Linked DNA regions of Mus musculus: all the other regions are linked to region 1. The links are chromatin contacts, called in public Hi-C, HiChIP or PLAC-seq and promoter capture Hi-C maps. All regions are on one chromosome and are shown on one strand. Each heading gives the region's core, a stretch centred on a gene start, on an enhancer-like site or on the middle of the called end of the contact. The rest is flanking DNA. Distances are from core to core; before and after follow the strand shown.

Region 1 (4,442 bases), core at 878-3,377:
CCAGCCTTAGTTAGGGTCCCCTTCCCAGACGATACATACTGCATCCACCAGACAATACATACTGTATCCACCAGACGATACATATTGTATCCACCAGACGATACATGCTGCATCCACCAGACGATACAAGCTGCATCCACCAGATGATACATACTGCATCCACCAGACATACATGCTGCATCCACCAGACGATACATACTGCATCCACCAGAGGATACATATTGCATCCACCAGACGATACATGCTGCATCCACCAGACGATACATACTGCATCCACCAGACGATACATATTGTATCCACCAGACGATACAAGCTGCATCCACCAGATGATACATGCTGCATCCACCAGACGATACATACTGCATCCACCAGACGATACATACTGCATCCACTAGCTTAGAAGTCTATTATCTCATGCCAGCCAGGCACAGCTTCCTCTGTCTCTCTAAACCCTGTCTTTAGATCTTTTGTCTGCCTTTTAAATCTTTTGGGTATACCATCTTCCTTCTATTGACCACCCCTGGGTCATGCTTTCCAGAACGACAAACTCCTCTATCTTCCATAATGCTCCTCTCATGCAACCCAAGTCCAAAATGAGTCATACCTCTACCCAGAAGTCAAAAGGCTTTTGGGAGTTGCTTCTCTTCTACTCCCATGTCCTGGCTATTGAACTCAGGTTGTCAGGCTTGGTGACAGACAGTTTTACTTGCTGACTTGCCTTGTCAGCTGAGGTTTCTTGTAATCTGTTAATTTACTCGGCTTCAGAGAGCCAGAAGTAGCTTCTTCCAAGGACACCCAACTACTTCCAGACTGTGGAGCAGGCCTAGGCATGCAAGTAAAAAGCTGACACCCCACTCTTCTTCAGCCATCCAACTTTGGTTGTAACTTCCACTGAACATTTCTCCATGACCCTTGTACACTCAAATCCTCCACTTCTCTGTGGACCTCTGGCTTGTATTTCCATGTCACTATCAAGATAAGTGGCTCCCATGGTCTAAGTGCTTGGGAATACCCTGTGTGACTTTCCTCTTTCACATTGGCATCTGGTCTATATATCACCCTTGGCTTATCAAACTCAGGGACACCTGTATACTAGACAAGCAGTCTACCTTCTGAGCTAGGCTTGATGTCCTTATATTATATTCTCTTTTACAAAGATGACAAGTTATTAGAAGTCTCTTCTAACTGCTTGCCCTAGAATTGTCTTTCCTCTGGTTGTACTAGGCAAGGAGAGGCCAACATCCTCCTGCATTATCCTAGGTCAAACAGTGGAAACAGCTATCACCCACTCTGACTTGTATCTCAGCTTAATCTCTCAGATCTTGCCTGATCTTTGCACCTCACAAAACCATAGCCGACATATTAATGTAATCTCCCTTCTCCTTTTCAATCCTGTGGACAGCTTCTTGGTGGGCCCAGGCCCAGCAATCCTCTAGGTTGGTCTGACCGACTCCAAGTACTGATGCCCTGGGGTGCTGAGGCCTGCAGAACGATCCAAGCTTCCTTTGCAGAGCCTAGCAGTGCATCTGAGAAACAGAGTGCAGGCAGAAAGACAAGCCAGAGCATCACAAAGAAGAGACCTAGAACTGGAAAACAAGATCCAGAGAGAGTGCCTAGTAGACGCTGCTGGGTTAAAACGTCAGAGATATGCTCTGCAGAAACCTACAGCATGGCTGGAGAAAGGCCAGGTGCCCACAACAGCCTCCGGTCGGGGCGGGGCCTGATAAGGCTGGACTGGGCTGGGGACCAGGCCTTGCCAGTTAGAGGAAGAGGCTGAAAGCAGGGATTGGGGTGAGGAGTAGCAGACCAGAGGTTGAGTGGAGTTGGGGGCGGGTCCTGGTGGCGGCGGCGGGTAGGGGGCTGTGGGCGGGGCCTGGAAACTGAAGGAGCTGGTAATAGTCTAGGGCGAGGCTGGAGGGAGGGTCCCAAGGTGCAGGATTAGGGGCTCAGGGCGGGGTCTGGAGGAGACAAACGACTATAAGGTGGGGGTCTAGGGAGGGGCCTGGTGGCGTGGGGGCGAGGCCAGGCCGCCGGTTGGGCAGTTTAGGACTCAGGGTTTTGGACCAAGCGGTTCTTTGGCCCACTGGGCCCGACCGCACTGAAGCCACGCCCTTTTCCCCTGCTCAGACCACGCCCAAGGCCCCATCAAACTCCTCCCGGAGGCCCCCTCCGGTCCTATTTCCTCCCTCGCGGGTGGAGGCTCTGTAGCGAGGAGTTTCTCGGCCCAGAGCGGTCTGCGGCTTGTCTAAGGCATCTTCGGATTAGCTGATCTCCGCACCGCCTCGGCCTGCATCTTGCTTTCTGAACCTCCAGGTAAGCAATCACCCCTCTCTGGGGGCGCCGCCCTAGTAGATACCCTCGAAACATTCCTCTCCTCCAGGGCTAAGAGCAGTCCGGCTCGGAGCCAAAACAGTCATTTAGTTTCCCATCATTTCTCCGACAAGGTATTTCTCAGAGTTTCCCATCTGGTCGGGGATCAGGTTGCATTCTGATCTGAGAGCTGTGGTGCCCCCATGGAGCAGGTGCAGGTGGTGGACATGAATAGAAAACGCGCGGGAGAGAATGGGGGTTGTCGTGACGTGGGGAATCCGGACATGTGAACAGGCACTGCGCCACAGGAATGTCTGTCACTAGAGAATTTGTACGGAGCGCCTGCTGGGTGCTACCGACCCGACAGGCGAAGGCCGAAGGCCGCAGACACAGAGATTCGGGAACCACGTAGACCCAGCCTCTGGGAAACAAGGGAGTGTGTAGAGCACTATCCAAATCCTGGAGGAAGGAGGTTGAAGTGTTGTGAGGAAGCCTATGGTGTCTGAGGGAAAGGGGCAGCCTGTCATGAGGGCACCTGCTATGGAGAGCTTTCTGGGCCCAGGCCACAAAATCCTAGGGAAATGGCCAGGCTGGTGTATTTGCAGACCAGAAAAGAGGCTGGAGTGTATACAGGGAAGAAAGGAGGTAGGGAGTGGTTGACCAGGGCTTGGAAGACAATGAGGAGCCCACAGCTCCATCCTCCGGGCTGTGTGTACAAGGGATGTTTAAGGCAGCAAGCAACAGCCATCTGATTGTGTCTTGAGAGGAAGACCCTGCCCTATGCTGGGAAAGTTGAAAAGACACCAGGGCAACCTGGACGTCTGGCTGGACCCCTGATGGAAGGTGCGTGAAGTGATAAGAGGTAAGTTAGAAATTCTGTGTTTCCCCCCAAGAATTGTGTTTCATGCTTGTTTGGAAGTGAGATGTGAGGAAGGTCTGTGTGAAGCTTTCCGAGGTGGTCTTCTGAGAATTTGGAAGGGGCCTTATTTTATTTGGGGGAAGGGCTAGGTTGAATCTAGGGCCTCATGCTAGACAAGCACTTTGCCGCTGCAGCACTTTGGTTGCTTCCTTCCTTCCTTCGTGTGTGTGTGTGTGTGTGTGTGTGTGTGTGTGTGTGTACGTGTGTGTGTGTGTACACTAACTTGTGGTGTCAATGTGTGTATGCATGTGTGTGTGCATCTATGTGTGTGTGGAGGCCAGAGATTGACTTCTTATGCCTTCCTCTCTCACTCTCCATATTAGTTCCTGAGACAGGTCTCTTAACTGAACCTGGAGGTTGTCATACTTGCATAGCAAGCGCTGTACTGACTGAGCTAGCACCAGCTTAGTCCTTAGGTTTTATTTTGAGACCACCTCACTAACTTTTTCTTTTCTTTTCTTTTCTTTTCTTTTTTTTTTTTTTTTTTTGCCGAGACAGGGTTTCTCTGTATAGCCCTGGCTGTCCTGGAACTCACTCTGTAGACCAGGCTGGCCTTGAACTCAGAAGTCCACCTGTCTCTGCCTCCCCAGTGCTGGGATTAAAGGCGTGCGCCACCACGCCCGGGCTCACTAACTTGTTTAAGCCGTCTTTGAATTCATTCTGTAAGCCAGTTACGCCTTGAGCTTGCAAAATCTATGAGTGATACGGGGATTTAGGAGACAGGGCTTCCTAAGAGAGCAGTTTGGGCTCAGCCAAGGTCCCAGGCACCAGTGTGGTCTCCAGTGGGGTGACCTGGACCTGTTGGTTGGATGGAGATCCCCAAGAAAGGAATCTCAGACTATGAACTTGCCCTGGAAGCCCCACATCCTTTACAGCTTGCCTTTTCCCAGCCGTAGAGTCAGTTTGAGTGGAGTTCCAATAGCATCACTCGGCCTGCCTTGAACCTTCTCTGAAGGCCAGCCAGGTTGCCGGAGTATTGGGGAATCTTCTTTACCTTCTCACTTTACTCACTCCTAAAGGGGGTTGTTTCCAGGAGTCAAGGCGAGAAGAGGCAATAGATAAAAGCTGGGAACTCCTGGCTGCAGGAAAGGGTTCTGAGCTTTTGTTTGCCCATCTGGAAAATGGGTCTGAAGTATCTTTCTCCTTACTGGGTCCACAGCTGTTGATAGTACTTGAAAACCTGTGCCCTTTACATTCCTGAGAACCTGTGGTT
Region 2 (4,442 bases), core at 559-3,058, 1.2 Mb before region 1:
ATCTCCCTCATTCACAAAAGCGTGGCAGTTCCTTCTCTCCTTGACCCCTTCCCTATTGTAATTAATTTCCATTTTCAGAGAAAGCTGAACCAGTAACTCAAAAGACATTTGTCATTGCATGTTTTTTGAAACAGTGTCTAACTAGCCTCAAAACTCACTCAATAGCTGGGCTTGCTTCAAACAACTCGCTATCCTCCTGCCTTGGCCATAACCAAGCACAGAACTATAAGACCAGCCTCTGAACAAATGGGCTAACTGAACCTCATTTTAGCCCTCTCTGAAATGGGTATGTAACTATGTTGGCCTCCAGGGAACACTGGGAGGTTCTAGCGCTAACCAGCCTGGAGACTCATAATCATTCTAATTATAACCATCCTGAAAACTACCCCTACTGTTACTATGATTGCTGTGGGGCCAAAGGTATGCAGACTTTGCCTCTAGACATCTGGAAGTAGAGAATTATAAACATAGCAGCCACAAGGGGTCGATTCTCCAACAAGTGTCCTCCGTCGAAGAGGATACCCCTGGCTTTGGGTTTAAACTGCTCAGATGTCTGAATCTGTTGCAACCCAGTAACCATACTTACTTAAAGCAACCTCAAAGAGCCTCAGAGGACAGATTTGGGGTTAGAGAAAAGAACAGACACAGTTGAGAGGTGCACTGGGGACAGACACCCGAAGCCTGGGCGGGCACTGGGGCAAGGTTCCTCAGACCCGAGATGGACACACGCGGGGTACAGAGCCACAAGCCCAGTGAGCAAAGGCCAAGGTCAGCCGGGGTTTCACGCAGGGCCAGGGCCACCAAACCCACTCTTCCCCTTCCCCAGTGTAAAGATGATCACTATAGGGAGGGGACTCTTCATAGACACAAGGACGCTACGGGAGTCTTCAACCTTCAGTCCGTGGAGAGGGGGCTCTAGGTTGATGGAAGAAGAACGAGAAATGTCCACAACTCTCGTGAAAGGACTATATTGCTGGAGTGGTGAAATGGGTGTCTGTAACCCTGACTCCTTGGTGGGGCCTGGGGGGCTCTAAGTTGTATGGAGCAATGGGAAGGGTTGTCCCCATTACTCAGCCCAAAGGGAGAATTCTCTAGGTTGGCTGTGGCGGTGGAGAGGGGTGTCCCCGACCCTCACTCCTTAGGGTGAGGGTTCTAGATTGGCTGGGGCGGTGGGAGAAGTGTCCCCGACATACTGTGATCGCCTCTTGTCCCAGACTTACCCTCTCCAGGGTACAGGTGGCCGGCTGTGCCCACCAGCAACGCGGCCACGGCCACCAGCAATGGCACAGCCGTCGTCTCACATCCTCTCCCGAAGCCCATAGCAGTAGGAGTGCTGGGACCCCGGCGATCAGAGCACGCCACGCCGGCCTACTGGGGACATACTCCGTGAGAAGGTCTCTGGAGAGGCGCTCGGGGCCGCACGTCCTTCTCTTCCACGCCCGTGGCTCACAGGCCGCAGCTCTCCAGCCTAGAGGGCCCTGGGGACAGTCCCGGGAAGAGCACAGAGGCCTCGGCCGCAAGCAACACCGTGGCGCGGCCCGCAGGTCACCCAGGCCCGGTCCCGTGCCCGCAATCCCAGAGTCCAGAGCTCACCGCGGTGCGTCTCCTGTCCGGGTCTCCTGCTTCTGCCCTCCGTGCAGCTCTGGGTGGGTCGCGTTGTGTGGAGTCTGAGACAGAGGGACGCGCGCACTGGAGGGCACCTGGGCTGGTGGTGGCGGCGGGAGCTAGGGCTCGACTCCAGCCCGTAAACAACGCAGCCCGTCAGCTGGGCCCGCGCGGGCCAAGGGAAAAGGTGGCGCGGATTAAGACAGGGAAGGGACTGTGCGCTCCAGTGAGGCCCGCTGGGGGGGGAGGGGGAGAAAGCCAGCAGAGCTCGGGGAGGCGTGGCCAGAGCTGGCAACGCCACGCCTCCTCGCCTCCTCGCCTCCTCGGCCCCTTTGCCCCCTTGCCCCGTAAAACCCGCAACTTCAGAGACCCGAGGCTCACTTCAGATTCTTCCAATCCCAACACCCCGAACTGCTGGCTTAGAAAGATTACGATTTAAAAGCTTGTAAGCGTTCTCAGATACCAGTGTAACATAAACACCCAAACAACTCTAAGACTCACCTGTCAAACGTCCGGAGCTGCCCATATCCGCACCTGACACGAACGCCCCCAAAGAGTCCCAAAGTTCCGATTTTAAAACCTAGGGGTCCCCAGATCCCCGCCTGACTCGAAAACCACTAAACAGGCCTGAGGTTCCAGTTTAAAAGCCTAGGGACGCCCCCAGGTCCCCTCCTGACTGCAGCAAACACAAGTAACACCGAGGTTCCAATTTAAAGGTCTGGAGCACACTCTAGATCTCCGCCAGATCTAGACACCCCAAATTACCCCGAAATAACAATTTTAAAGTCTGGAAATGCCGCCAGATACCCCAGGACATAAACACCCCAATATGCCCCTAGATGCCAGATTCAACCAAGCACATTTTGTCTTTCTTTACTCCTTTTTACTATTTTTTTGACTCCCGTGGGGAATTCACTTTAATTCTTTACCTTTGATTCTGTTTTTCTTTACAGCCTATGCTACCAATGTCTTACGAGATTCTCCCAACCCTGGCTCTCTCGAGGAGCTAGTAGGCGCCCAACAAGTTCCCTCCCCAGTGAGCTCCCGCCCAGCAGCTTGGAGGCACCAGCTTCCAGGCCACAGCCACGTGTCCACAATGCAGGCAGCCTGTATTCCCTGGCCTGCGCCCCCTCCACCCAGCACTGAATTCCAGCAGAAATCAATAAGGAAATGACTCTAGAAGAACATAACAAGGCTTCTAGAAACACGTTAGAAACTTCATATAGGATCAGAGCAGACATAACTCCATTTTCAACACACATACCAGTAGGTGGCTGTATGTCTAAGAAAGCCATTCACTAGCAGCCCTGCTCAACCACATCATGAGGCGCTAACCCTGTCGGTGCCTTAGGAATATGTGCAGTACAGAGTCCTCTATCCTTTGCTTCACATGTTCACTCAGACCCGGACTGTGGCTGCTGGTCTGTGCAATGGGTTTGACAATATCTGTAAAAAAAAAGGTAAAAATAAAAGTAAAGTGGCAAGCAATAGAGAAAGACACTTAAGGTCAACCTTTGGCCTAGCACACCACACCACACACACACATAAACACACACATACAAACATATACATAAACAGAAAGAGAGAGAGAGAGAGAGAGAGAGAGAGAGAGAGAGGAGAGAGAGAGCGCTAAAACAAAGAGCCAAGCATTGGGAAGCAGGTCTTTAATGTCTTTACTCACAAGGTAGAGGCAGGGGGATCAGGATTGGAGCTTAGCCTGGAACACATGAGGTCCTGACTTTAAAAATAAATAAAATAAACAGAAAACAAAATAAGAGTGGACCTGACAATATGGCTCAGCAGGTAAAGGCACTTGTTGCTAACCCTGAAGATCTGAGTTCAATCTTGAGCTCCCACAGAAAAGGTGCCTGTACACACACGCAATAAATAAATAAATAAATAAATAAATAAATAAATGCTTTTTCAAAAATATTTTTAAGTAGTAGCCTAGGGCTGTGGCTCTTTGGTAGAGCACTTGCCCAGCACACATGAGGTCCTGGGTTCAATCCTTAGCACCGGGCCCATGGTCCTTGCATTATGCAAATGTGCTCCTGCTTAAAAGCCTTTCCCCAACCTTGCCCTCAACTGTCACTCTTTCTCTTTGCTAAGTCTCTGCGCCAATGAGCTTTCTACCCTGACCAGAGTTTGCAAACACCCTTCAGTTCTTATGGTCCCTTTCTCCCATCCATTCCATCATAAGCACATACCCCTCCCTGACATTCTTATTTATTGTCTTGCTTGTCATTGCTTTTTAACCTGCCTCCCCCATATCTATTGACGGACCTATGGGCTAATAAATATTTGTTCACTGGAAGAATCTACGTGTCACCTATAATGAGGGATTTCCAGTTACACAAAATCAGCATGATCTGTTTCCTTGTAGAGTGGGTGTATATGTCCTGTGTGAAGAGTTGAGGGAGGGGGTAGATTCAGAAGTGTCCATGGGGGAAAGAAAGCACTTGAAGCTGAAATCTGAAGGAAGGGATGCCAGTCAAGACAAGCTGGGAGAAAACGTGTCGTGGTATACAGGGCTTGTGCAACGGCCCTGAGGTTTTCAGGTGCTGTAGCTGCAGAGAGGAGAGGAGAATCTGAGTGGAAATGAAAAGGGTGCAGATGCTCCAGCACTGCACCACTGTGTGCCTGACTCGTGTGTGCATCTGTGAAGGTAGTATGTGTGGGTGTGGATATGCATATACAAGTGCGCCTGTGCTTGTAGGGGCCACAAGTCAACATCAGGGCTCTTCTTACATCCCTCTAGACCATATTTTTTGAGACAAGAGTTTTCACTGATCCTGGAGTTCACCAGTGAACTTCCATCTCTGCCTTCCAAACTCTGG
Region 3 (4,442 bases), core at 877-3,376, 1.1 Mb before region 1:
TTCCAACCCCTGCTTCCTTGCCTTCCTGGCATTAAAGTACATCTAGCCTGTTGCACTCACCTCGTCCAGCAAGAAAAACGCAACACAGTCGGATTCTTCTCAACAGCCTTCTTTATTTCAGGAACACCTTGCTACGGGAACTCCGGAAACCCAGGAAGGACTGCTTATATACACCCCAGCACTGGGGAGAGCTATGTGTCCTCCTGGGATTGGTCAGTCTGCCGGCACTTTGATTTGTATGCACCTGCTCGGGAGGGGTTGGCGCCAGATTCGGGCTATCGCCTGCGCAGTGGCGTTGTTTATGGCGACGGTGTACCGGAGGCCGGCGCCATCTTTTAGGCGCCCGGCTGCCTACACTAGCCCTCTGGAACTGTAAGCCAAAACACACTTTCTTCTGTTGCTCTTGCTTGTGGTGCATCCTGTGTGCCACGGCATGGCCTCACTGTCTATACTCTATGTGTGTTCACCTGTGCATACAGTTCCACATATATGTGCAGAGCCCAGAGTATAATGTGTGTCTACTCAGAGCTTTCTGCGCGTATAGACACTACTATTCTACACAGCATGTGTGTAACTGTGCTCAGCTTCTCATGTCTGTGCAAAGACCAATGTATCCACCCAGGAATCTCTGCATGTGTGAATGCTGCTATTTGTACATTACTGTTTCCCAGAGGGCCACATTTGAGAACTCACAAGAGTTTCATGCTAAGAGACCACTCACTCAGTTCCAGTGTGGAGCCAAGTTTAAACCCTTCTTCTGCTCACCTTTTCAGGTACTGGTGTACCCATCCTGGTAGGAGTGAAGATAGTCTATATTCATTCCTATTATTAAGTGTGTATGTGTGTGTGCACATGTGTGCATATGTGTGCGTGTACCTGTATGTGTATTTGTTTGTGTGTGTATATATATGAATGTATATATGCAGGTGGCTGTGGGTATGTGCGTTTGTCTGTATATGAATATGTGCTTGTGTGTGCAACTGTCTGGGGTATGTGTGTTTGTCTGTGTGTGGATATGTGCGTGTGTGTGCATGCAATTGTGTTGGGTGCCTATAGAGGTCAGAAGGGGCACAGGACCTTCTATAGCAGAAATTAAGCAGTTATGAGCCACCCAGTGTAGGTGTTGGGAACTGAACTCAGGTCCTCTAGAAGACTAGCAAGCACTCCTAACCACTGAGCCATCTCTCCAGCCCTGCGCATACCTCTTGCCTTCTATTTAAACCTACATCTAATACCAGGTCTCTAAGGATGGACTTGGAGGGGAGAGGTGGGAGGAGCAGGGGGCCGTTTGGTCCTCTTACAGGTGCAGCAACCCTGAATAGATACATTTTTTCTACTTCTCACTGTTGTTTGCCCTGGTTGCCTAGACTTCCTCTGAAGACTGGGCTGGCCTCAGATTCAGAGGTGCGCCTGTCTCTGCCTGCCCAGTGGGATTGAAGGCGTGCACCACCACATGCACTTATTTTTGAGACAATGTCTCTCACTGAACCTGGAACACTGGATCAGACTGGGTAGCCTGCCCTTCCCTGGGATTCTCCTATCTGCCAGCTCAGTACTGGAGTTCTCACAGGTGGCCTTACCACACCCTGACTTTATTTAGTCAGGTGGGGGTGGGGAACTAAAATCAATTCCACTTGCTTGCACAGCAAGCACTTGACCCTTTGAGCCATTTCCTCGACTGACTTTCTTAGAATGAGTCGCTGAATCTGGTTTGTTAGGAGACTGCCAGGACTCAAGCTCTAACCTTAACAGCTCTGGTAACAGTGCGTTAGTTGAAGAAGTGGAGTTAGCGGTAGTGGCAGTATTTACACCGGGAAAACAGACAGATACCAAGCAGAATGATCGCTGGTAGACATTTACAAACCCAGCGTTCAGCTCCACATGTTTCCATGGGTCCACACACCCACATATGTGTCTGTCCCCATGTGTGTTCCAGCGTGTGTCTGTCTAGAGACATGTGACTTGCATGTCCCATGTGTCTCTGTTTGTGTGCCCGAGTGTTAGGGTGAGGCCCTCACACCCCGTTCCTCTTCAGCAGTTGGCGCCACAGGAAGCTGCCGGGTGGGGGTTCAGTGCTGCTGCCTCCCCTCCCCTCCCCTCGTGGGAGGCTTTACATTCTTTACTTTACTTCCCCGTGACGCCTACGGCAGGTACAGGCTGAGGGTGGACTCCCAGATCCTCATAACCCACCTCCATTTGTTTTCTCCTCTCCTTGCTGACCCCTGCTGCCTGCTGCTCAATATTGATGAAGACAACCATAAAAAGCCGGTGGCTTAGAAAGAGGAAACTGGGCAGAGTTGAGCCACTCTGTGGTTAGCCTGGCTCATGTGTCCCTTGAAACCCTGGTTGTGTGACATGGGAGCTGCAAGAGCTGTTAACAAAGCCAGTTACCTACCTGAGCAAGAATCGGGAACTCATGGGTGAGTGACTATCTTGAAGAGTGGTGGGCACTTCGGGATCTGCACGTCTGAGAGTCTGTGAGGCAGGAGATTGACTCCTATAGCCGGGACACAACAGTAAGAGAGTGGGGCAGCTGTTTGCACTGCAGAGATCAGGAATCCTAAAATGACCCTGGAGGGTGCTGGGGAGATAGCTCAATTGATAGGGTGCTTGCTTAGCATGGGCAAAGTCCTGGGTTTCATCCCCAGCACTGCATAAGTCAAAGCTGGGTGTTGTACGCTGTCAAGCATCACTTGGGAGATGGAGGCAGGAGGATTAGAGGTTTAGGTTATCCTCAGCTACATAGGGAGTTCAGAGGCCACCTGGTCTAGAGGAGACCTATGATGGAGTCTGAAGGAACCTTTTGTAAGCAAAGCCTGTGTGGGGACGGAGGAGTAGGGGGCCAGGGATGAGGGAGGAAGTCTAAGCGCCTTTTCAGCAGGTGTCCGTGTTTTGCCTTGTTCTGTTTTGTTTTGCTTTTGAATCTGGGTCTCACCATGCAGTCCAGGCTTGCCTCCAACTCCCAGCATTCCTACTTGTGCCTCCCCAGTTCTGGGGTAACAGGTATGCACGCATACCACCACACTGCAGCTTGACCTCTTCACCTTTCAAAGCATTGGCTCTGGGGTTTTGTTCAGCCTTGCCTGACACAGACTTGGAGAATCCTGTCTGCAAAGCAAAATTTTAAGGCTGACATCTGCTGAAAAGCCGATCTTTCCAGGTCTTCCAAATGGGGACCACCCTCTGCTCAATAGCCCTCCAGCTGTAGGCCCTTAACCCTGGGGAGTCACTGGTGGCTCCCTTTGTGGCCCAGTTTGAGGAACCTCCCACAACAACTGCCGGAATGGAGTGAGGTGAGGAGGCAGGCTGTGGTTTGTACCAGGCACACCCAAGACTACAGTTTCCTCAGTTTCTGTTGACTTTGTGCACTCTCGGGTGTAGGAAGGCGACCCCTGGAGCCATGTATCAGTGGATTTAGAGCTGACCACTCTAACGGAGGTGGTGAGTTAGGTAGGAGACAGGCTTTGAATGTGGCTCCCACAGGGCTGACCCTCCAAGAGAGTCACCCTGGTTTCTGAGGGAAAACTCCAAGTTGTACCCACCTTTAAGCACCCTTCTTGTGACTGTAAATTCCTGTCTGAGGCAGCTTTTCATGGGTCTTGAAGAGGACCTAGGGAGATAACACAGAATAAGAACTTGGTTCAGCTCCCCTAAACTCATGAAAAAAAAAAACAGGTTTTGAGCATGGTGGTGCAGGCCTGATAGCTCAGCACTGTGGAGGCAGAGACAGGATCACTGAAGCTCTCCGACTAGCCAGTTTAGCTGAATCAGTGAACCTCAAGGAGAGTCAGGGAAAGCCGGTCTCGAAAATAAAAATAAGAAAAAATAAGGTGGGAGCCAGCAAGACGGTTCAGCAGGTAGAGGCTAAGCCTGAGGACCCGAGCCTGAGCCCTGGGATCCATACGTTGGAGAGAGAACTGACTCCTGCAAGTTGCCCTCTGACCTCTGCTCACGTTCTGTGGATTGTGCCCACACGTGCAAATTAATAATCAACTAATAATTAACTAAGTTTATAAAAAAGACAGAAAGCGATTGTGGGAAACACTCCATGTCAACCTCCTGCCTCACACACATACACACTTGTACACACACCAGCATGTGCTCATGCATAGGTCACGCGCATGTGGTTAACTGCAAACTCCTCAGTGAATCTGGACTGAACCATCTCTGACCCCCAGGTCTCCCCAACTCCCAACACCGATCTAGGAATGCGCTTGGGCTCACTCCTGTGGTTAGTGCTGGAGCGTCATTTTAGATAGGTCATGTGTTCGAATCCTAACATTCCCACCTCTGGGTGACATTGCACAACCTCTCTGGGCTTCTATGTGAGGAAAAAGTCCCGAGGTCACACACGAGAGATGGTTGAGCTTGGTGCCTGGCAGATTGTAGCAGCTCAGAAAACATCAGTCACCCCGCCCTTTCCTTTGTTCTGTGTTCTTGTG
Region 4 (4,442 bases), core at 790-3,289, 1.0 Mb before region 1:
GCTTAAGTAAAATGTGCAAGGCTCCAGTTCTGTGGCCAATACTACCATAACAAATAGTAAGATCACCCAGTAGGAAGCACTTTGGAGCAAGCCCTTAAAACATCCATGGAAGCCACTGCTCTTGATCCTTGGGAAGTTCAATTTCCCTCTCCCTACAGCCCCATTAACCATTACCTTTGTTCCCAGGCCATACTGCTTAGTGTAGACAAACATGGCCAGGTCATCAAAGAGTCTCAAGACAGTCCTGCAATGATTGAACTGGGCTGACACCACCAGCAAGCGCCTTCCCACTTCGGACCTGTTGGGGCATTGTTCCACTAGGACCCCACCGATCAGCTGGCAGCAATACCCCAGTGTCCGGATCTGTGGGAGACCAGAATCGGTTACCATGGTTCCAATCATGGCTGAGCTGCAATCCCCTACCACACACCCAGCCATGGACACTTTAGGATGGAAACTGGAAAGAGTTGCTGGGCACGGTGGATCAGGCCTATACTTGTCAGTACTTGAGAAACAGAGGCAGGAGGATCACCTCCAAGTTTAAGGCCAGCCTGGGCTACTGAGATCCTGTCTCAAAAAAACCCAGAAAGTTCTAAGAGTCATCAAACTGCCAACCCAATCTGAAAGGTTTTTATCTTTTGTTTCTTTCTTTTGGTTGCTGAGGCTGGGTCTCACGTTCACCTCACTCACTGCATAGCCCAGCAAGTCACTGCCATGCCCCTGCCTCAGCATCCGCAAGGCTGTAATAACAAGCATGGGGCACTTAATCTGGCTAAAACTGAAAGCTTCTTTCGTTCTCTCTTCCTTTTTTAAAAGATGTAACATTATTCTAATTTGTTAATTTGAGACGGGGTCTCCGTAGCCCAGGCTAACCAGACACCGTGGTCATGATTAGAATTCCTGATCCTCCTGTTTCCACCTCCCAAACTCTGGAATGAGAGGTGTACAAGCATCTGGTGTACTTGAGACTGAGACCAAATCGTGCACAATGCACAAGCACTCTACCAATTGAGCCAACATCCCAGGCAAGGCAGAAGTTAAGAGGAGAGCTTGACATCAAAATCCAAAAAGTGCCACATAGCCGGGTGTGGTGAGGCACACCTGTCATCCCAGCCAGTATTTGGGGAGCTGAGGCATAAGGACAAGAAAGTTCAGGGTCAGCCTGGACTACAAGGTAAGTTATAGGCAACCAGAACTTCATAACAAGGTCCTGTTTCAACAAAGAAAGAAGAGGGGAAGAGAGGAGAGGGGAAGGGGAGGGGGGGAAGAGTTGCCATGGGGAGTCCCATTAGAGTGCTAGCTTGCTCACCAATGGTTGAAATGACAGAAAACAAAACTATTTCCCACCTCCTGGGCTCTCCTTTGCCCACAGGCAGGGGCATAAGGCTCTTCCGCCTAGCTCTGCCTTTAGCAGGACTGAAAAAGCAGTCTAGGTGGCAAAATAGCCATTTGCTTGGAAGACTTTAGAGAGGGGCCATTCAGTAAGACACTTAGAACACGGAAATTTAGCAGGCTCACCGCCCTTGTATCTTTGTTTCTTTTGTTTTGAGACAGGGTATCCTGTAGCCCAGGCTGGCCTTGAACTCCTGATCTTTCCATTAGAAGTGCCGAGATCACTGGCTTGTGCCAATATATCTGGTTTGTGCGGTGCTGAGGAAGGACCTAAAGGTTTCGTCTATGCTAGGAATGCAGTGGGCTACAGTCCCAGATCTTTTATTATTTCACTTGCTTATCAGAAATGATTAGTTTCAAGCTGTGTGTGATGGCACACACCTGTAATCCCAGCAATTCGGGAGGCTGAGGTAGGAAGTTCTCAGGTAAGACACCAGCCTGCCGACAGCCTGCTGTCATGTAAGACACCGGTCCCTTTAGGACCCCCTCTCTGGCCTGTTTTCCTCATCTCTGAGACCTGACCAAACTCCAGGTCACTCCGGTCCCGCCAAGGCCCCAGACTTCCTCTCACCAGGCGGTCCCGGACCCGGTGGGACTCCAGCGCGGAAGCCAGACGGTTCAGCAGAGCCATGGCAACTCGGTCGTGACGTCACCCAGGGCGGGGTCAAACTCCTTTGGAAAGGTCCGAAGGTCCGCGCAGGCGCAACTGCCTGCCCTTTGTCCGAGTACTGCTACCTTGTAGGCGTGCTAGCCCGAACCCAGTTTGCAAATGTATTACTGCCACGTCTGTCCTCCCTGCCCACGGACACCCAGAATGACCTTCTAAGCCTGTTGAAATTCGCTCCACCGCTGCTTAGGCAACTCCGCAAGCAAAATGTTTCAAAAATTAATTCATTGCCTACGGGCGGGGGGGGGGGGGAGCGGGGAGTGGGGACAATCAAAAGCTTCACTTGTGGGCTTCATGTACCTGCTTTATCAGTTTGTCTGTTCTGAGCATCTGTGACTGGTGTACTCTCACAAGGCATCTTGATTTTCACTTTCTTTGAGGGGTGATTAGATTTCTTTCTTTTTTTTTTTTTTTTTTTTTGAGGATTTCATTTAGTTCACGCTATCTTTGAACTCACCATGTGCTCAAACTGGCCTTACACTCCTTATTTAGTCTCCCAAATGCTGGATGATAGGCATGTGGCACAAGGCTCCAAGACATCATTAGATATGTTATATTAGATATCATTAGTTACCTGGCTAAAAGGCACCTTTAGAAGAAAAATGAGCTCGGCAGGGAACAAGTACCTTTAATCCCAGCATTCAGGGGGCAGAGGTTCTCCGTGAGTTCCAGGCTAGCCAGATCTACATAGGGAGCTCTGGGCCAGCAGGATGGCACAGTTGGTAGAGGCGCATGTAGGTCAAGCCTGAAGACATGAGTTCCATCCTTGGGACTGGCATAGTTGAAAGTAAGAACCCACTCTGGTGCTAGCTGTCCTCTAACCTCCACAGTTATGGTGTGGTGCACATGCGCGTGTGTGTAAAAACAACTACAAAATAGTCAAAGTTCTCTTCCACTCTTCCTTCCAGGAAGGACAAAAGTTGATCGCTAAAGGTGTTTGATCCATATCTACCTGAGCAGGGCACCCAGAGAATTCACCTTAACCAGCTGTGTTTTGTTTTGTTTTGCTTTGTTTTGTTTTGTTTTTTTGTTGTGTTTGGAGGAGTGAAGACACAAGTATTTTGAGTATTTGTTTTGAAACAAGATCTTATGTAGTCCAAGCTGGGCTCCAACTGAATTAATTTGTAGCCAAGACTGGCCTTGGACTCCTCCTGGTCCTCCTGCCTCAACCTCAGAAGTGCTGGCATGACAGGTGTGTGCCACCAAGTCTGGTTTGTGTGGTGCTGGGATGGAACCCAGAGCTCTCTGCATGGTAAGCTAATGTTCTATACTGAGCCACATTCACAGACCCCAGAACAGTATTTTTTTTTAAAAAGATTTATTTATTATTATAAGTACACTGTAGCTGTCTTCAGATGCACCAGAAGGGGGCATCAGATCTCACTATGAATGGTTGTGAGCCATCATGTGGTTGCTGGGATTTGAACTCAGGGGCTTCAGAAGAGCAGTCGATGCTCTTAACCACTGAGCCATATATATATGTGTGTGTGTGTGTGTGTGTGTGTGTGTGTATAACATATATATATAATATATATAGTGTATAACAATAAATAATATGTATATATTATTTATTATATATATAATATATGTGTGTATAACATATATTATATATATATATAGTGTATAACAATAAATAATTTTTTTAAAAAGAGGGAAAAAGAAAGAAAGGAAAGGAAAAAGAAAAGACCCAGAATCAAGCAAAGAAATTATTTCACTCAGGTCAAATTATTTCACTCAGGTCTGATATGGTGAAGCAGTGAGTTTATTGAGGCTGCTTAAGGGAGCAGGGTAACGCAAAAAATCTCTAGAAAGCCACCCCAGACTGGAGGATGATTGAGAGAGCTGCATTCGTAAAGCTCAGCTGGTAGGCAGCCTAGCTATTCAGACAGTGTCCTCTCCCCATCTGCTCTTTGTGTGTTTATGTGTGTGTGCATGTATGCACATGCAGGTGCTGTGTGCTCATGTGAGCATATGCTCTCAAGACCAAGTGTATGGGTGGCCTCAGAGGGCACAAGCATTGAATCCCCCAGAGCTAGAGTTACAGACTGCTATGAGCTGGACGAACTTTGGTCCTCTGGAGGAGACATATGTGCTTAATTAATTCCTTGGCCGTCTCTTCAGCCCTTGTTTGTTTCTAGAAGAGTGGTTCTCAGCCCTTCTAATACTGCAACCCTTTAATACAGTTCCTCATGCTGTGGTAACTCCAACCATAACATTATTTCTTTGCTACTTCGTAAGTGTAATTTTGCTGTTATAAATTATAATGTAAATATCCAATATTCAGGATATCTGATATGGGAGCCCTGTGGGAGTCACTACCTACAGGTTGAGAACCACTGCTTTAAAAGGTGAAGGAAGGGCTGGAGAGATGGCTCAGCGGTTA
Region 5 (4,442 bases), core at 619-3,118, 1.0 Mb before region 1:
TGGGTGGCATGGACTCAGGCTGGGTAGTTTTAGGGAAAATTATGGTTAGTGCCATGGTTATGGTTAATCCCAGTCTGTGGCTGGGATTCCAGCTACTTTTATCTCAGCGATGTGGGTGGGTTGAAAGTAGTGTGGGTTATGGCTGGCAAACGGGCAGTCATGTGTGTTATGGGGACAAGAGGAGATGTGTGGTCATTGTTCTAGCTGCAACCTATTCTTGTGTCTATCTTAATTCAGCTTTGGTCAGAGGGTAGCCTTGCTGTACCATTAATTTCTCTTTGTGACCACTGTTTATACTCAGGCAGCAACATCCAGAGTCCAGCTGCCAGATCCCCCTGGGCTTGTTTTCATTCCCCCTGCGGTGGAGGGAGCTGGGGCTTTAAAGTGTGGTCTAGAGCCTTCCTTGGTCCTGGCTAACGTCTTCCAGAAATCAGCTCTTGGTCCAGCCTCCTGGACTGCCTCTGGTGTCACCTGTCATTTGAATAGGAAGCTGAGAAAATGGAAGGATCAGAGGGCAAAAGGTTACCTAAAATTAGTGAAAGATTCTACTATCAACAAAAACTCTGTGTGTGTGCACTTGTGTGATAGAGACAGGGGAGGGGGAGAACTTGTACTTACACATATATGTGGACTAGAGAGATTGACTTCAGGTGTCTTCCTCAATGGGTCCCACCTTATTTTAATTTTTTAAAATTGCATTTATTTATGTAGTGGTGTGTGTATATCTTCCATGTGGAGGTTAGAAAATAGTTTGATCTTTCCACCCATGTTGGTCCTAAGGAATCAGACTCGGGTCCTTGGCCTTTCACCAAGCACCTTTACCCACTAAGCCACTTGGTTGTCCCTCCAACCTTACTTTTTGAGACACAGTCTCACAATGACCCTGGGAGCTCACTGATTCAGCTAGACTGGCTGGCCAGTGAGCCCTTGGGTCTTCTTGCCTCAGCCACCTCAAAGCTAGGATTCTAGATACCCACCACTGAATCTGTCCTTCCACATAGGTGACAGAGATCTCAAGCCAGGTCTTCAGCTTCTGCAACAAGCAGTTTACCGACTGGGTCACCTCTCTAACCACCTGTCTTACCACAAACCATCACCCACTGAGCCATTTTGACAGCCCTAAACTTTCTGAGATAATACTAGATGAAGAAAAGACAAGTGCATATTTAAATTGCAGGCCTTCTCAAAGCACACCCTCCCCCGGCCTCTTGCTTATATAATTTGAGTATCATGATAGCTGGTGTTTGAAACAAGATAGAGAAATGAAAAAGAAGGCAAGACAAAGGTAGGCAGAGACAAAAGGCAGAGGCAGAGAAAATGACTGGGCCAGAGGCAAAGAAATTAAAAGAGGAAAAAATAAATTACGGTAGAGAAGGAGAATGGGGAAAAAAGGAGGACTGGAGAGATAGTTCAGCATGTAAAAGTGCACGGCCAAGCCTGCAGACCCTGGTTCTATCCCTGGGATGGAATAAGGAGAGAACGGACTCCTGGAACTTATCTACTGATTTCCCCATGCGCAACACGGCATGCATAGGCACTGAATCCATTTTTTAAAGAAGATAATGAAAGAGATGGAGAGGAGGGGACAGAATGGAAGAAAGATGGACAGATGGAGACAGAGATACAGATGGAGAGTCAAGATCGGGGGTCGGAGAAGGGGCCCGAAAAGTCACATGGGTGCATGGAGGGTTAGGGTGGCGCGGGTTGGTAGGGCGCAAACAAAGACTGGACGCGCGCCAGCTCGGGTGGCCCTGGTCGGGACAAAGGCTTGGCCCGGGGGCGGGGGGGTGGGGTGGGGCGGCGCGGGGGCAGCGATGGCGCCGGCCGCGGAGGGCTCGAGCGAACTACAAGTCCCAGCAGCTCCCGCAGCGGCCCTCGGCCGGCCCCTCTCGCTCCCCGGGAGTGCCTGGCGGGGCCGCTGGGCCGAGGGGGCCGCCAGCGGGTCTGGCGATCGGTGGGGTTTCCTGCAAGCCTGGGGCGGGGAGACACCGGCTGGCCAGCGCGAGTGCAGCCAGGCCGGGCAGGGGCGAGGGGCATCGGGTGAGTGACCCCGAAAGCGGATCGGGCTGGATTGGGGAAGGCTGGACAAAAGGGGGAGGTGGTTGGGAGGAGACCCCTCAACACTAAGAGCAGGGTGCGGGGCGCGGCCCCAGGCTATCTCTACGCACCCCTTGCAGAGTACATGGTGCCAGCGCTCTACTTGGGGGGTCAAGGTGGCGGACGCGGTGGGAAGGGGGTCCGGAGGAGCTCAGGCCTAGTACGTTTATCCGGCCAACGGCGGGACCACCCCCTAATCTACAGTGAATCTGAGATCCGGATGGGTGGAGGCGCCCGCTAGCTCGGAACCCACAGAACAGAACACCTCCTTGTTTCAGAAGGGGGTTCTTTTTTTCTGGAAACCAAGAGAAGCTTGGGGCATTGTTCTTCCTATGTGGGACTTTATACTCCATAGTGTGTGTGTGTTCAGAAGGGAGGTGTCGTGTTACCTCAAGAATCCCAAGAAAAATCCCAGTTATTGTTATCTTCCACATTCAGTCTTAGGATGTAGAGCTCTGGAAGCTCATTTTCCCAAGAGATGATCGGGGTGCACCTGCCCTCTGCACATCTACGAGACAGATGTGAGTTTCCATTCAAGATGGGAGTTCATGAGGCTGCTTCCTTCGAAGGCAATCTAAAAATACCTTGTCTCCAGAAATCTGGGCGGAGACCCCGGGGTACTGCCCACTAATCTCCAGCAGTTGGGCCTAGGTAGAGAAACTGTTGGGGGAAACTCAGCGCCCCTCTGTGTACTATCTCCTGACTGTGAGGTTGGGGTCAGGTAGGTCTCCCTAGTCCCCTGGAGCCCAGCCCAACAAAGAGTTCACTTAGCCCCAAGGTAGAGAGGTGTTACTCTTTCTCCACATCTGCCTCTTTCCCTAAAACAGTCTTCATACCCTAATCAAGGAGTGTGTGGTTCAGGAACTCCCTTCCCTTGAAGACATTCCTCCTCAGCCCTCTGTGCCCCACCCCCCAGTTCTCTCTGTAACCCCCCAGAGGCCCCCCCCCAAGCTATAGTTATCACCGGCTCTTCACCAAGGGGTTAAAATCCACAATCTTATAAGCCAATTGGAAAATTGCTATATTAACTGCTCTCTCCACCCTCTGGCTGTGGAGTTCTTAGTGATCCTTCTGCCCCTTTCCCCAGAAGGGGGCCATGTATGCACCCCTCCTTAGTTTTGAAAAACGTTATTATTTTGTAGCCCAGGCTGATCAGATCTGCCAGCCTCATCCTCAAAAGATGCTGGGATAACAGATGTGTGCCACCACTGCTAGCTCAGGTTTCCACTCCCTGTCCTCTGGTTTAAGACAGAACATATCTCACTCAAGCTAGAATTCTAGAGAGGTCTAGAATTCTTTCCTGGAAGCAAACAAGGAGCCCTGCAGTTTTCACCGTGACAGAGAAGGACTACTAGGTATCCTTAACTTCCCATCCTTACCACTACCCATTCTACTTCGGTAAGACAAGTCACACACATTCCCCTCTTTATCAGGGACCCCCAGATCTACCAGTTTGCAGGGTGGGGCAAGAATTCAGACCATGACCTCATGAAAAAAGAACCACAACACCCTTTCCCCCAGATTTAGGGTATCAGATCTGAGAACCGCCTTCCATAACACCCAAGTCCACGTACTACATAGAGCTCGGGATGGGGGTCTGGGATGCCGCTCAGAGGGTGGAGTGCTCATCTACCATTCAGGAAACCAGTACCACATAAGCTGAATATGCTTGTGCACTCCCTGTACTTCCGCACAGGAGGTTGAGGCAGGAGTATAAGTAGTTTAACATCCTCCTTGATTACGAGTTGAGAGACAGCTGGAGCTATGCAAGCCCCTGTTCAAAAAAAAGAACAAGATCCCAAGATGGCCCCCATCCAGGTTTGAGGTGAAAAGTGAGAGTCCCAGCACTAGGATCCTTCTCTTCCAAATCCTAGCTGGGACACCGGTTAGGACTCTTCCTGTGGTTAAAGTCAAGAACAAGAACTGTATATGTTCACCAGGGACTTTGGTGTGGCATGGCCAGTCCTCTCTCCCCAAGAACCTCCCTCCACCAACCTCCTGTCCTCATACTGCAGGTCCTGTTCCAGAAGCTGCAAGCAGTTCTACTTTCAGGATGAGGCGCTCAGTTCTGGTTAGGAATCCGGGCCATAAGAATCTTAGGCCCCTTTATGGAGACCTTCACTCAGACCCAGAAGACCTGGACTCCAGTCCCAAAGATCCTGATCCTATTTCTGAAAGCCCTGAGCCAGAGCCAGAAGACCTCAACACTGTCTCAGAAGATGGAGACGCCAGCTTAGAAGATCTGGACCCTGAAGCAGACGAAGCTCCACGATCCATCTTGGGGAAGCCAGACTTGGATTCCCAAGATCTGGATCCCATGTCTTCGAGTTTCGACCTCGATCCTG

What was found. Promoter capture Hi-C pulls out the DNA fragments that hold promoters and counts their contacts. Hi-C and Micro-C count contacts between places; a contact is called where the count stands out from the background. HiChIP or PLAC-seq counts read pairs in DNA pulled down with a chosen protein or histone mark.
Region 2: a contact with region 1 is called in a Hi-C map of cardiomyocytes, with 2.7 times the contacts expected there. The contact joins the promoter of Insr here to the promoter of Cers4 in region 1. A contact is called at or near these places in 2 of 39 promoter capture datasets (hippocampal neurons and pre-B cells), 1 of 484 Hi-C or Micro-C datasets (cardiomyocytes) and 1 of 9 other capture datasets (liver).
Region 3: an H3K4me3 HiChIP or PLAC-seq map of pro-B cells shows a contact between it and region 1, with 4 times the contacts expected there. The contact joins the promoter of Arhgef18 here to the promoter of Cers4 in region 1. A contact is called at or near these places in 2 of 39 promoter capture datasets (pre-B cells and stem cell-derived epiblast-like cells) and 1 of 115 datasets of contacts at active chromatin or transcription factors (pro-B cells).
Region 4: a promoter capture Hi-C map of pre-B cells shows a contact between it and region 1. The contact joins the promoter of Pex11g here to the promoter of Cers4 in region 1. A contact is called at or near these places in 10 of 39 promoter capture datasets (the HPC-7 cell line, cranial neural crest, embryonic stem cells and 4 more) and 2 of 115 datasets of contacts at active chromatin or transcription factors (embryonic stem cells and large pre-B cells).
Region 5: a contact with region 1 is called in an H3K4me3 HiChIP or PLAC-seq map of embryonic stem cells, with 5 times the contacts expected there. The contact joins the promoter of Zfp358 here to the promoter of Cers4 in region 1. A contact is called at or near these places in 1 of 39 promoter capture datasets (pre-B cells) and 1 of 115 datasets of contacts at active chromatin or transcription factors (embryonic stem cells).

Annotation. Positions count from the first base shown.
Region 1 is chr8:4,491,278-4,495,719 of GRCm38.p6, forward strand. It overlaps Cers4 (ceramide synthase 4), which reads left to right and starts at 2,128. Exons shown (of 11, transcript NM_026058.4): 1 at 2,128-2,313.
Region 2 is chr8:3,277,809-3,282,250 of GRCm38.p6, forward strand. It overlaps Insr (insulin receptor), which reads right to left and starts at 1,809. Exons shown (of 21, transcript NM_010568.3): 1 at 1,221-1,809. The coding sequence starts at 1,320.
Region 3 is chr8:3,351,311-3,355,752 of GRCm38.p6, forward strand. Arhgef18 (rho/rac guanine nucleotide exchange factor (GEF) 18) reads left to right here and starts at 2,127. Exons shown (of 29, transcript NM_001370668.1): 1 at 2,127-2,420. The coding sequence starts at 2,417. It overlaps Gm30369 (a long non-coding RNA gene), which reads right to left and starts at 4,399. Exons shown (of 5, transcript XR_870091.2): 1 at 4,289-4,399; 2 at 3,543-3,610; 3 at 2,396-2,497.
Region 4 is chr8:3,465,609-3,470,050 of GRCm38.p6, forward strand. Pex11g (peroxisomal biogenesis factor 11 gamma) reads right to left here and starts at 2,040. Exons shown (of 5, transcript NM_026951.3): 1 at 1,964-2,040; 2 at 175-363. The coding sequence starts at 2,023. It also overlaps a transcript of Tex45 not described here.
Region 5 is chr8:3,491,270-3,495,711 of GRCm38.p6, forward strand. Zfp358 (zinc finger protein 358) reads left to right here and starts at 1,869. Exons shown (of 2, transcript NM_080461.2): 1 at 1,869-2,040; 2 at 4,113-4,442. The coding sequence starts at 4,151.